Regions from separate parts of the Mus musculus genome. Here region 2 is linked to region 1. Evidence: chromatin contacts called from public HiChIP or PLAC-seq data. All regions are on one chromosome and are shown on one strand. Each heading gives the region's core, a stretch centred on a gene start, on an enhancer-like site or on the middle of the called end of the contact. The rest is flanking DNA. Distances are from core to core; before and after follow the strand shown. Region 1 has its middle 12 kb from the start of Gm34286. Region 2 has its middle 18 kb from the start of Ccl20.

Evidence for each region. HiChIP or PLAC-seq counts read pairs in DNA pulled down with a chosen protein or histone mark.
Region 2: a contact with region 1 is called in an H3K27ac HiChIP or PLAC-seq map of embryonic fibroblasts, with 3 times the contacts expected there. The contact joins two enhancer-like sites. A contact is called at or near these places in 17 of 484 Hi-C or Micro-C datasets (B cells, the C10 cell line, CD4 T cells and 13 more) and 3 of 115 datasets of contacts at active chromatin or transcription factors (bone marrow-derived dendritic cells, embryonic fibroblasts and pancreatic cancer cells).

Annotation. Positions count from the first base shown.
Region 1 is chr1:82,794,718-82,799,642 of GRCm38.p6, forward strand. No RefSeq gene overlaps it. Among named protein-coding and RNA genes, the nearest start is that of Gm34286, 12 kb to the right of the region's middle. Within about 2 kb of position 1,779, at least 112 of the 459 cell types and tissues checked have an H3K27ac peak or open chromatin away from gene starts, as enhancers often do. A contact at or near this core is called in embryonic fibroblasts and pancreatic cancer cells, where this site is marked.
Region 2 is chr1:83,096,085-83,101,428 of GRCm38.p6, forward strand. No RefSeq gene overlaps it. Among named protein-coding and RNA genes, the nearest start is that of Ccl20, 18 kb to the right of the region's middle. Within about 2 kb of position 3,742, at least 20 of the 459 cell types and tissues checked have an H3K27ac peak or open chromatin away from gene starts, as enhancers often do. A contact at or near this core is called in embryonic fibroblasts and pancreatic cancer cells, where this site is marked.

The DNA of each region.
Region 1 (4,925 bases), core at 529-3,028:
AATGGGGATTTCCTAGAGTTTCATTTTTTTCCTATTGCTTCCCAGACACTGCAGGTCCTACTTCCTGTTGTCTTCTATAGAAGCTTCCCTCACCCCCATAGCTCAACAGTCATGTGACCTGCCCTTTCTCTCAATGCTCTCACCTGGATTAGTTTATCTTTTTTTAAAAGATCTATTTGTTTATTTATTTATTTGTTTGTTTATTTAATGTATATGGGTACACTGTAGCTGTACCGATGGTTGTGAGCCATCATGTGATTGCTAGGAATGAAGGTTGCTCGCTCCGGTCTGTCCCACTCACCCTGGTCAGAAGATTTATTTATTATTATATCTAAGTACACTGTAGCTGTCTTCAGATGCACCAGAAGAGGGCGTCAGATCTCATTACTGATGGTTGTGAGCCACCATGTGGTTGCTGGGATTTGAACTCAGGACCTCAGGAAGAGCAGTCAGTGCTCTTAACCACTGAGCCACCTTGCCAGCTCCTGGATTAATTTATCTTTACCATCTTTTATATGTGTCACTAACTACCCAACCCAGACTATGAATGGTCTGAGCTCCCTGAGCATAGAGATATCCGATTACTAAAACATGACCTCACTTGCAGGTATTAAAAATATTTATTAAAAGCTTAGGAAACCTCTACCTATGTGAGGCCCAGTGTCCACAACAACACTCTAGGTGGGGTTCATGACTCATCAAATAACTATGCTTTAGACTTACAGTTTTGTCAACTGATGACAGTTATGGGGAAATGGAAACTTGAGAAGCAGCTGAACTTTGAGAGGAGGCCGCCTTGACATTTGTAAGTAACCAGAGCCCAGTTCAAAGTGCTCAGAACTGAACTGAAGCAATGCATAGTCTCCTGGAGGGTCCAATTAACCAAGGGTCTTCCATTTAGTACACATTTGTTGGAATCCTCCTGCGTAGCAGAATCCATGGTGTGCTCAGGTGAAAAAAAAAATGTACAGGAGACACTCACCCCAGATGTGGGAAGCACTGTCTTATAGACTGAGACCCTAGACCAGATGCTGAAACAGAAAGCAATCTGAGAGTCAGGGACCATCTCTCTACTTCCTGACTGTAGATGAGGTGTGACCTGCCTCGCATTCCGCAGCTGTGACTTCCCTGCTGGGATAGACGGGCCCTCAAACCTCGAGCCAGAATAAACCCTTCCTTCCTTAAGGTGCTATTTTAGGTTTTTGTTTTGTTTTAATTCAAAACAATGAGAACATGGTATGTTTAGAGAGTCCTTTATAAGAGAATCCCCTAGTCTGTGGGCAGAAACAGGAAAGAGCAGTTTACCTTAGGAGATTTTAGTAGCCAAGGAAACAGTAAACCGCCAGGACTCGAAATAGGAATTTCAGAAAGTACTCAGTCCAGGAAGATGTCTCAACCAGGAGCTCATGGGAGGAACCGTGTGTTCAGCAGGCATGAGTGTCAAGACCCGAGCCAGAGGTGAGATAGCGTTAGGAAGAATTATCTGCCAAGCCTGAAGAAGCCCAGCACTGTCTGACTCAGAAGAGCCGGTGCCAGCAACAAGGAGAGGGAAGGAGCAAGCAGAGACAGGCGAAGCAAAGGAAGAAACGTTGCCACATGGCCACGACGCAGCCCAGGGAGGAAATGCTCGTGCAGGAGGAAGTCTCCTGTGCAAACTCGAGATGTGGTGGCCTACAGCTGGAATCCCAGCGTATGGCTTGGGAAGACCGATGGGAGGGTGCAGAGGTGAGAGGAATGTTTAAGCTCAGAAGTTTGAGACCAGCCTACAGCATAGTGAAACTCCATCTGTATAGGAAACCAAAGCCAACAGTCAGGCTCCAAAGATACGGCTCAGTGGTGAAGAGTGTGTACTGGTCTTCAAAGGTCTCGGCTTCAACTCTGAGCATCCGCAACAGATGCACCCAATGCTTGTAACTCAGATGCACAAACTGCCTGTAACTCCAGCCTTAAGGGTATTACCTTCTTCTGGTCTCCACAAAGTGCTCTCTCCCATGTACGCATCCACCACTCCCGCCATATGTATATACAAATACATTAAAATAAATCTGAAAAAAAAATCAGGTGTGAGCAAGGTAAACGGGGGTGGGAAGGAGGGGAAGGGAGGTTGTTGGCCTGCAGTCCATACCCCAGGGCCTGCATGGCGGAAGCATCCAGGTTTGTTGCCCCGGCTCCCATGGGGGGTCTGCCTTTGTCAAGCTTCACAGGAGCAAGTTTTACGCACTCGCGAGTACATGCTATGCAAGAAGCTGAGTTATGTCTTTGCTCCCTCTCACATCTACCCAGGCGAAATGGTTTTCAGAGTCAGTTGAGCTAGCACATCCATTATCTCACAGAGGCTAGAGCATGGTAGAAGGACCTATTGTCTGTCCCCTTAGCAAATGTTCTGTGTTGTCTTGGTCTGCTTTCTGACACTGTAACAAAATGTTTAAAGCTTGGGAATTTACTAAGAAAAGAGGTTCAGATCACTTTGTGGTGGTGGAGGCTGGGAAGTTCGATGTCAGAGGCTCGGCATCCACGGGGCTTCCGGTAAGAAGGGCCTTCCTCTTATGTCAGCAGTATGACACAGCAGAAAGCTTTGCACAAGGGTGACACAGCAAACATATTGGGTAGTGTTACACAAGTCACTCCTCCAATGATCCATTGACCCACAAACATGCTAATCCATTTAGGAGGGCAGACCTGATCAATCTGAGCAAATGCCCCCCATCTCCAGAAAGAACTAACATGAATTTGGGTGGTGAGGTTTCTCACACATGAAACATAAAGGTGAGTTGAGGTGATAATGTCAGTGCTAGAGTCCTTCCCTAACGTGCTCTGAGCTTGAATCACCGCAGAACAAGTTTATGTGTAAAGCATGTGTGTATTATGTGTATACACACATATGCATATATAAAAATGTCTATATAAAAATAGTCAAATCGTAATATATATCACTAACTCTAGTTATTTACTAGTTAATAAGTTGAAATCCTTACTTCAGGAACTCTGAGGAGATGGGGCAGGCGATTGAGACCGGGTTTCATATAGCCATAAATACATTGCATAGCTTAGGATGGCCTTGAACTCCTGATATTCCTGCCTCTATCTCCAAAGTGCTGGGATTACAGGCATGTGTCCCCAATGTCTAGCTTTGGTACAGTTTTGTTGTTGTTGTTGTTTCTTTTGCTTTTGTTTTCAAAACGAGTTTCTCTGTGTAGTCCTGGCTGTCCTGAAACTCCTCTGAAGATGAGGCCGGTCTCGAACTCAGAGATACACCTGCCTCTGCCTCCTGAGAGCTGGAATTAAAGGCATAGACCACCATTACCCCATGGTAGGGTTTTGTTGTTGTTGTTTAGACAAGTAAGTAATTAAAGTCATCTGGTGAGATCGGATCCCATAGACTTTGCACTTTATAAAAAGAGATTAGTGGGCTGGGGGTGTAGCTTAGTGTTGGAGTACTTGTTTGGTAGGCAGGGGGACCTGGACCACAGAATAAGCAGTGTAAGGGGAAGGGGATGCTCATGAAGGCTAGTGGCATTTTTGTGACTGAAGAGTGGTGATAGGCTATATGGTGAGCAAAGCTATAAGTGTTCCCCAGATGGCCCTTCACATCATGGGCTGACTTCTGGGTAAAATGACTATCTCAGGTCATACAGCTGGTATACTCCAAAGTCAGGGTTTGAACTCCAAGGACACCAGAGCATCCTGTACCCTGCCCTTCCCCAGGAGCTTGCTGCCTGGCCTTGGCCACGAGTGCTGATGTGCACTGGGTACAGCCAGCAAGGCTCTTTTATTTCCTTCCGTTCTGCTCTGACCTGTGGGCAGCTGCTGCGAGGAAATGCCAAGTCATAAATAATTCTTACATTAATGCCGAGCAAGGCAGCCGAAAGGGAAATGTCACTAGGAAATGGTATTTCAAATAAGTACAGATTTCATAATTTAGCCATTTCTCATAATGATATTTCCTTAGTTTGGGTTTATGGTAAACTGGTCATCACTCATAAATGTGGGAGACATGTACTATTGCTTGGACATTTGGCCCAGAGATAAATGTGATAGGAAAATGAAGCCATTCCATTGCCTTCTAGAGTTGGACAAATAGACCATAGCAAGGAGAGGAACAATCAGTCTTACTTATTAGAATGGACACTTGTATCTTGAAGTCACCCAACACAGTTATGGTATTGTGACACCCTGTTGCAGCTTATAATACCTAGGCTCCAGGGCACTTGGTCCCAGCTAACTGGAATGTTCATTAGTGTAATTCTGTCACACAGGGCCGTTCTCAACACCAGCATCTTTCCCAGCAAGGCCCCTTCTGGGTGTAGCAATTATCCAGACTGATAGTTTAAAGTCTATTAGGTGGAGCAAGCTTCTGCTGCTGTCCCAACCCCCTAGCCCTAGTCTGCCTATTGTGAGCAGCTGTCCCTAAGCCTTCTGCTTTTTCACAGGAAGCCAGAAATCCAGATTGCATCAGAGATTTCCCAATCACTAAATCTTAGCAACTAATTCAATTTTTTATTTTTCTGAGATCGGGTTTTATGTAGCCTGGTCCGACCTCGAACTCATTGTGCAGTAGGGAGATGACCTGGATTTCTGATTATCCTGTCCCTGCCATAGATGACCATTCCTAGTTTATACTGTACTGGGGATCAAACCCAGGGTATCATGCGTGCTAGGCAAGCACTCTACCAACTGAGCTACATCGTCCACCCAATTTGATTCAACCTTAAAAATAAAGTACAGCTAGGGTAGAAAATACTTTGTATGAGAAATGGTTTGAGCCATGGGCCCCCTGTGGTGACTCCTGCTCTGGTCAGGCCACACTGCCAAGTTGAAGGCTCAAAGGATCTGAAGGGAAGTGTGCTTATTATTAAACAAGCACCGTAAGATTTCTCTTCCCTGTGTGGTCTTCACACATACATTTTGAGACTCTTTCTGATCTT
Region 2 (5,344 bases), core at 2,492-4,991, 300 kb after region 1:
CACGGAGAAGAATTCTCCAGTGACCCTAACAGAGAGACACACAATTTCATAGAACCACAAAATAAATTTCCTTCAACTTTTATTTTCCCATCGGTCCTGCTTACCATTGGGTAAAAGTCATCAGAGACATCTGAGTCATGACCGAGGCAGTTTCCTTCCTGGAAGCCTTGTTTTGTGTGACACACTTGAAGAGTTTACTGGGTTCACCCATGGGTCTCCAGTGAGGGACATCAGTAGCCCTCAGCTGGAGTGGAAGCATTCCAGAGAATACTTAGCTCACCATATTGGGCGGATCCTGCTGGGAAATCTTCACAAAAGGTTTTGGGGGGCTATTTTGAAGAAGCTGTACTGATTTTATGTCAGAGGAGACCACCATTTGTTGTGGTCCATCTCTATATTTTGTCTCCCTTCGATGAGGCAAGCCTAGAGAGAAACAATGCATGAGCCGTTCAGCAATGGCTCTGAACTTGGGGACTTAACTAGTGTCATTCTCTGGATAGCTATGTCATCACCCTGCCTCATTCCAGTGGCGATCTTGACATCTTTTGAATGAGCTAATGACTCATTTCATCTCTGAACTGACATATAGACTTTAAGCAGATAAGTAAGTGCCTCTAGCTTAAGCCAGAGGGCATGGTGGAACATTCCAGTTGCTTATCTGGTTCTGTCATTGGGCTTATTCCCAATGGCACCTGTGAGCACTGGAGTCATGAATGATAATGCACGTAGTCAGAAGGTACAAGGCAGCCTTGGCTTTGCTTGACTCGTGTTGAGAGAACAATCACAGAAAATAACACATGTCAAAATGGAGGCTTGTATAGGGTCAGGCCGTGGCGGAAAGCATCTACTGGTTAAACCCAATTGTTGTAAGCTGGCTTAAATCATAAGGCTCACATATTGCAAGAGCTTAGAGTAGGAATGAAGACACTAGGTAGCAAGCTCTATAAAAATTATTCTATGTTATTGAAACGTGAACAACCTTTGATAGTCTCTACTTCCTGCAAAGAGTCCAGAGGCTTGTATTTGCATATTTTCTAGCACATAGGTTCAGAGAACACGACTTTCCCAGTCACACAGAGCTATTGATATGGCTATGTCATAATTACTTAGGTAATTAGTAATTCTTTGGCCCCAGCAGATAGAGCGATCTGTTCTAAAACTGCTTTGTGGCCACATTTCCCAACTGAACAAAGCGCCTGCACAATTAAATCACCAGGAAGGTTAGTAGCCATATAAACCATCTCCCATAAGGTTTCACTTAGTCCAGAAAAAGAAGTATGTGTTCCTGGCAGAGCTATGTCTTTTTTGGGGCCAGCCATGGCCTTACAAAGGCAGTGAGGAGTTTGCAACAGTAGGAAGCAAGTTAACCTTGCTGCTTTTGTGAAAGTTGATGTGAGAAATGTCAAGGCCTTGAAACCTCATTTAGTGGCATTTTTTTTAATTTATTTTTTATTTTTAATTTTTTTCTAGAAAACAACTGAGAGTGGAAATAAAAAGTAGTTTTTCATGGTCATATTCCCAAGATCAATTTACTTCCTATACTAGGTCCTGGGTTCCTTTTGCTTTTGCCTTTGGAAACAATCTGTTCTTTTCCAAATTATAATAGTATTGAGTTCAAGAAAATGGGCTTACCAGCATGTTTTTGTTTTTAAAAATATAGGGGAAAAATGAGAAAATAGATGGTAAGAGCTCCCTACCCTGAGGGATAATTCTATTTTAATGTTGGTGAATTTCCTTCAGGTTTTGTTCATACATAAATGTAAGTAAGTACCATTTTCTATGATGATTTAACATATCACTTATAAACGTCTCCTATCATCTCACTCCTATCATTATGTGAGAGCAGTTTCCATCTCATCTGTACTTCAAAGATACTAAGTGGCAACAAACCGCACAATGCTATGGTTGTTTAATAACCATTTTATGACTATATTGCTGAATATTTTTATTATTGTTCTCCCTATTCTAGTTGCATTTCAATGAATAGCTTTGCATGTGATTTTCAAAAGCTAATATATATTTTATCATTTGATCACTTCATATATATGTATAGAATGGGATAAAATCATATACACTCCTGCTTATCTCTCTAGTCTGTTCTACATTCCACCAACAACCCCTTCTTTAATTTCATATCTTTTTTTTTGATAACTGATTAATGCCAATTAATGCTGCCCATACGTGGATGGGGTGGACGAGGTGGACGGGTGTGTGACTGTCCACTGGCATGCCGTAACCTACAGGTGGTCACACCCTCAGAGGAGAATGATTTTCCCTTCCCAGCAGCTATCTGCTGCAGATAGCTTTGTACTAAGGGGCAGAGCCTGGAGATGGTCTCCCTCATTTCCTGCACTTCAGCTGTCTTGATCTTGTGCAGGGAGGGACCCAGAACTGTGTGGATTCATGTGTGCGATAGCCCCGCTGTTTCTAACGAGCAGGGACAGTATTTCACAGCACTCCTTTCCACCCTCCAGCTCCAGCTTTTACATCCATTCTGCCTCCTTTTTTAGAATGTTCTGAAAGCCATGGCGGGGTGGGGGGGGGTGTTAATAAAGATGTTCTACTTAGGGATGAGCTCTTAGTCTCCTCTTCTCAACTTTTTTGATCAGTTATTTGAATACAGTTTTTGCCTTCAGATACACTTCCACAGTTGCTTGTAGATACACACACGCACACGCACCCACCCACCCACAGAGAGAGAGAGAGAGAGACAGGCAGAGAGGAGAGAGAGAGAGAGAGAGAGAGAGAGAGAGAGAGAGAGAGAGAGAGGGAGAGAGAGAGGGAGGGAGAGAGAGAGGGAGAGAGAGAGAATAATCTTGGTTGCCAACTTAATAAGACTTGGAATCACTATGAAAATGAACCTCTGGGCATGCATATGAGGGATTTTCTAGAATAGGTTAAATGAAGTGGGAGAAACTACCCTGAAGAGGGGTGTTACCATTCATGGACTGTGGCCCTAGACTGGATAGAAGAGAAGTAACTTCAGTACAGACATTCAACTCTCTTTCCTTCCTGAGTGTGGACACAGTGTGACCATCTGTCCTAAGCTCCTGCTACCTTAGCTTCCTTGCAAGTTATGGCTCAAAATAACCCATCCCCTCCATTCCCTCCCTAGTTGCTTTTGTCAGATATTTGTATCACACCAGTGAAAATACACACACACACACACACACACACACACACACACACACACACACACACACACATACACACACACTTTGAAGTACAAGAAATTGAATGCAGAGGATTCTACCACTGAGTACAGTCCCAGGCATTCTTTCATTTTTATTTTGAGTCAGAGCCTCATTACGTTTCCCAGGCTACGTATGAACTCTATAGTCCAGGCAGGTCCTGAATTTGTGATCATCCTGCCCCAGTTTCCAGAGTAGCTGGGATAACAAGCACCTGCCATTATCAAGCTTGGCTTTGAGGGTATTCTTAATAGATTGGTATTGTGTTATATAAATAATGAGGCCTAGATGTTCCAGACTGGAGCAACATGTTACAAAGGAATATCTGAACCTTCCCTATAGAAGTACAATAAGCTTAACCCTGAATAAAACTAAAGTATTAAAACAGTGTTCATTATCATGGTGACACGTGGGCCTTTTAGCTAATGACACTGGTCCAGACCAAATGGCTACTCTCAGTTCTATCCTGAAGCTTCACATTCCAAAACACCATGTGGACTCAGTGACAAGGATGGACAGAATTCCTGAGCAAGTTACTTTCTGATCAGTCAGACGGGTATTTTTAGCTGGCTTCTTCGTGGCAGGCTTGAGAAAACTATGTAGGGGAATTTTTCTCTTTACAATAGGGAGCTACCTTGATTTCATCATCATAGGAGCAATTGCTCAGTTACATATTAAAACCTTTGGTCTGCTGAATAAATATACTGAATACCCCGAGGCTCACTGGAAAGTACGGGAATGGCAGACTGCCTTCTCTTCTTCACTCAGCTCTTTTCTTCTTGTTCTTCCATTTCTCTGGCAAACTATTTACTTGATTGGACAAGCACGTGGCAGATCTACATCACGGGGCATGCTCTTCTTGTGTTGGGGGGAGTAGGTTGGGGGCAGGGAATTAAAAGTTACTAGCCATTAGTGAGTTTGCACTAGGGCATATCACAACAGAGTGAGTACTGGGTCCTGTGGCTGACTGAAGAGGCTACTTAGCGAGTCTTAGTTGTTTCCATTGCCCTTAGCAAAGTCATTCACTTCCCAAGATTCCTAAGTGTACAGGAAAACAGGTCCATTTTCCAGGGAATTTCTGGAAGGAATTTTGCTGTACCAAAAGCTATTGAGTGTACATACACACACACACACACACACACACACACACACACACACACACACACCATACCACATTGTGTGTGTGAGACTTCACAATTCCATATAAGAAAATAGTTAGGATTAGGTAAAACAAACAAACAAACAAACACAAAAATGATACAAAATGTTTTTCACAGTACAAGTGATTGTAAATGAACAACTTGTAACAACAAAGGAAAATAAATCATAAATGAACAAGAAATGGAAAATGTAAATGATGGCAAATGGTGACATATAATGCTCATTTATTAATATGAGCTAATGGTTAGGCTCTTAGCCTCAAATGAAAAAGAGGCACTTTGTGGTGCATGTAATTTATGCTAAACATGTGAATAGCAATCAGTCTGAAAGTAATCTAATATTTAGTTATCACTCTCTGAATGGTGAGCACATGATTCTCTTTTTGCTGTATTGATACATTTCAACAGGGTGTGCACCATAGCAATTTACTCATTGTAGTGTATGTGAGGTGTGTATTGGCTTGCCTATTTGGTAGTCACCTGCTAGTCAGAGGACAGCTTTCTTTACACTGTGTGTCCCAGAGCACAAACACATGTTGTCAGGCTTGTGTGGCAAACATTTACACCCACTGATCCATCTTGATAGCCCTATGGTAATTTTTAAATTGTAAAATAAACTAAAACAAAACAAAACAAAACCCTAATTTTTTTCTGTATTATGTTTTATAGACTCTTTAAAGCTCCTACCAAAAAGATAGTAGGCGATTTATGTATTCACCTTCACAAACATGTTCTCTTTTGTGGTAAAAAATCTTGTGAGGGAAGGATAGATTGTTTAACCTCTACAATTAAGACACTATTTAAAAGTTCAGGAGACAGATGTCTCTGAGGGCTACAAATGCATAGTTCTTACATTCTTAGGCAACCCTCCAACTCAAAGGCACCATTTTCAATGTTCCTTCTCCTCTCCTCGAATGCTTCTCAGTGCATTCCTTAAATGCTGGAAGCTTTCATCTGCCAATTAACTCCAACACCAACACTGTTGGAAAGCAC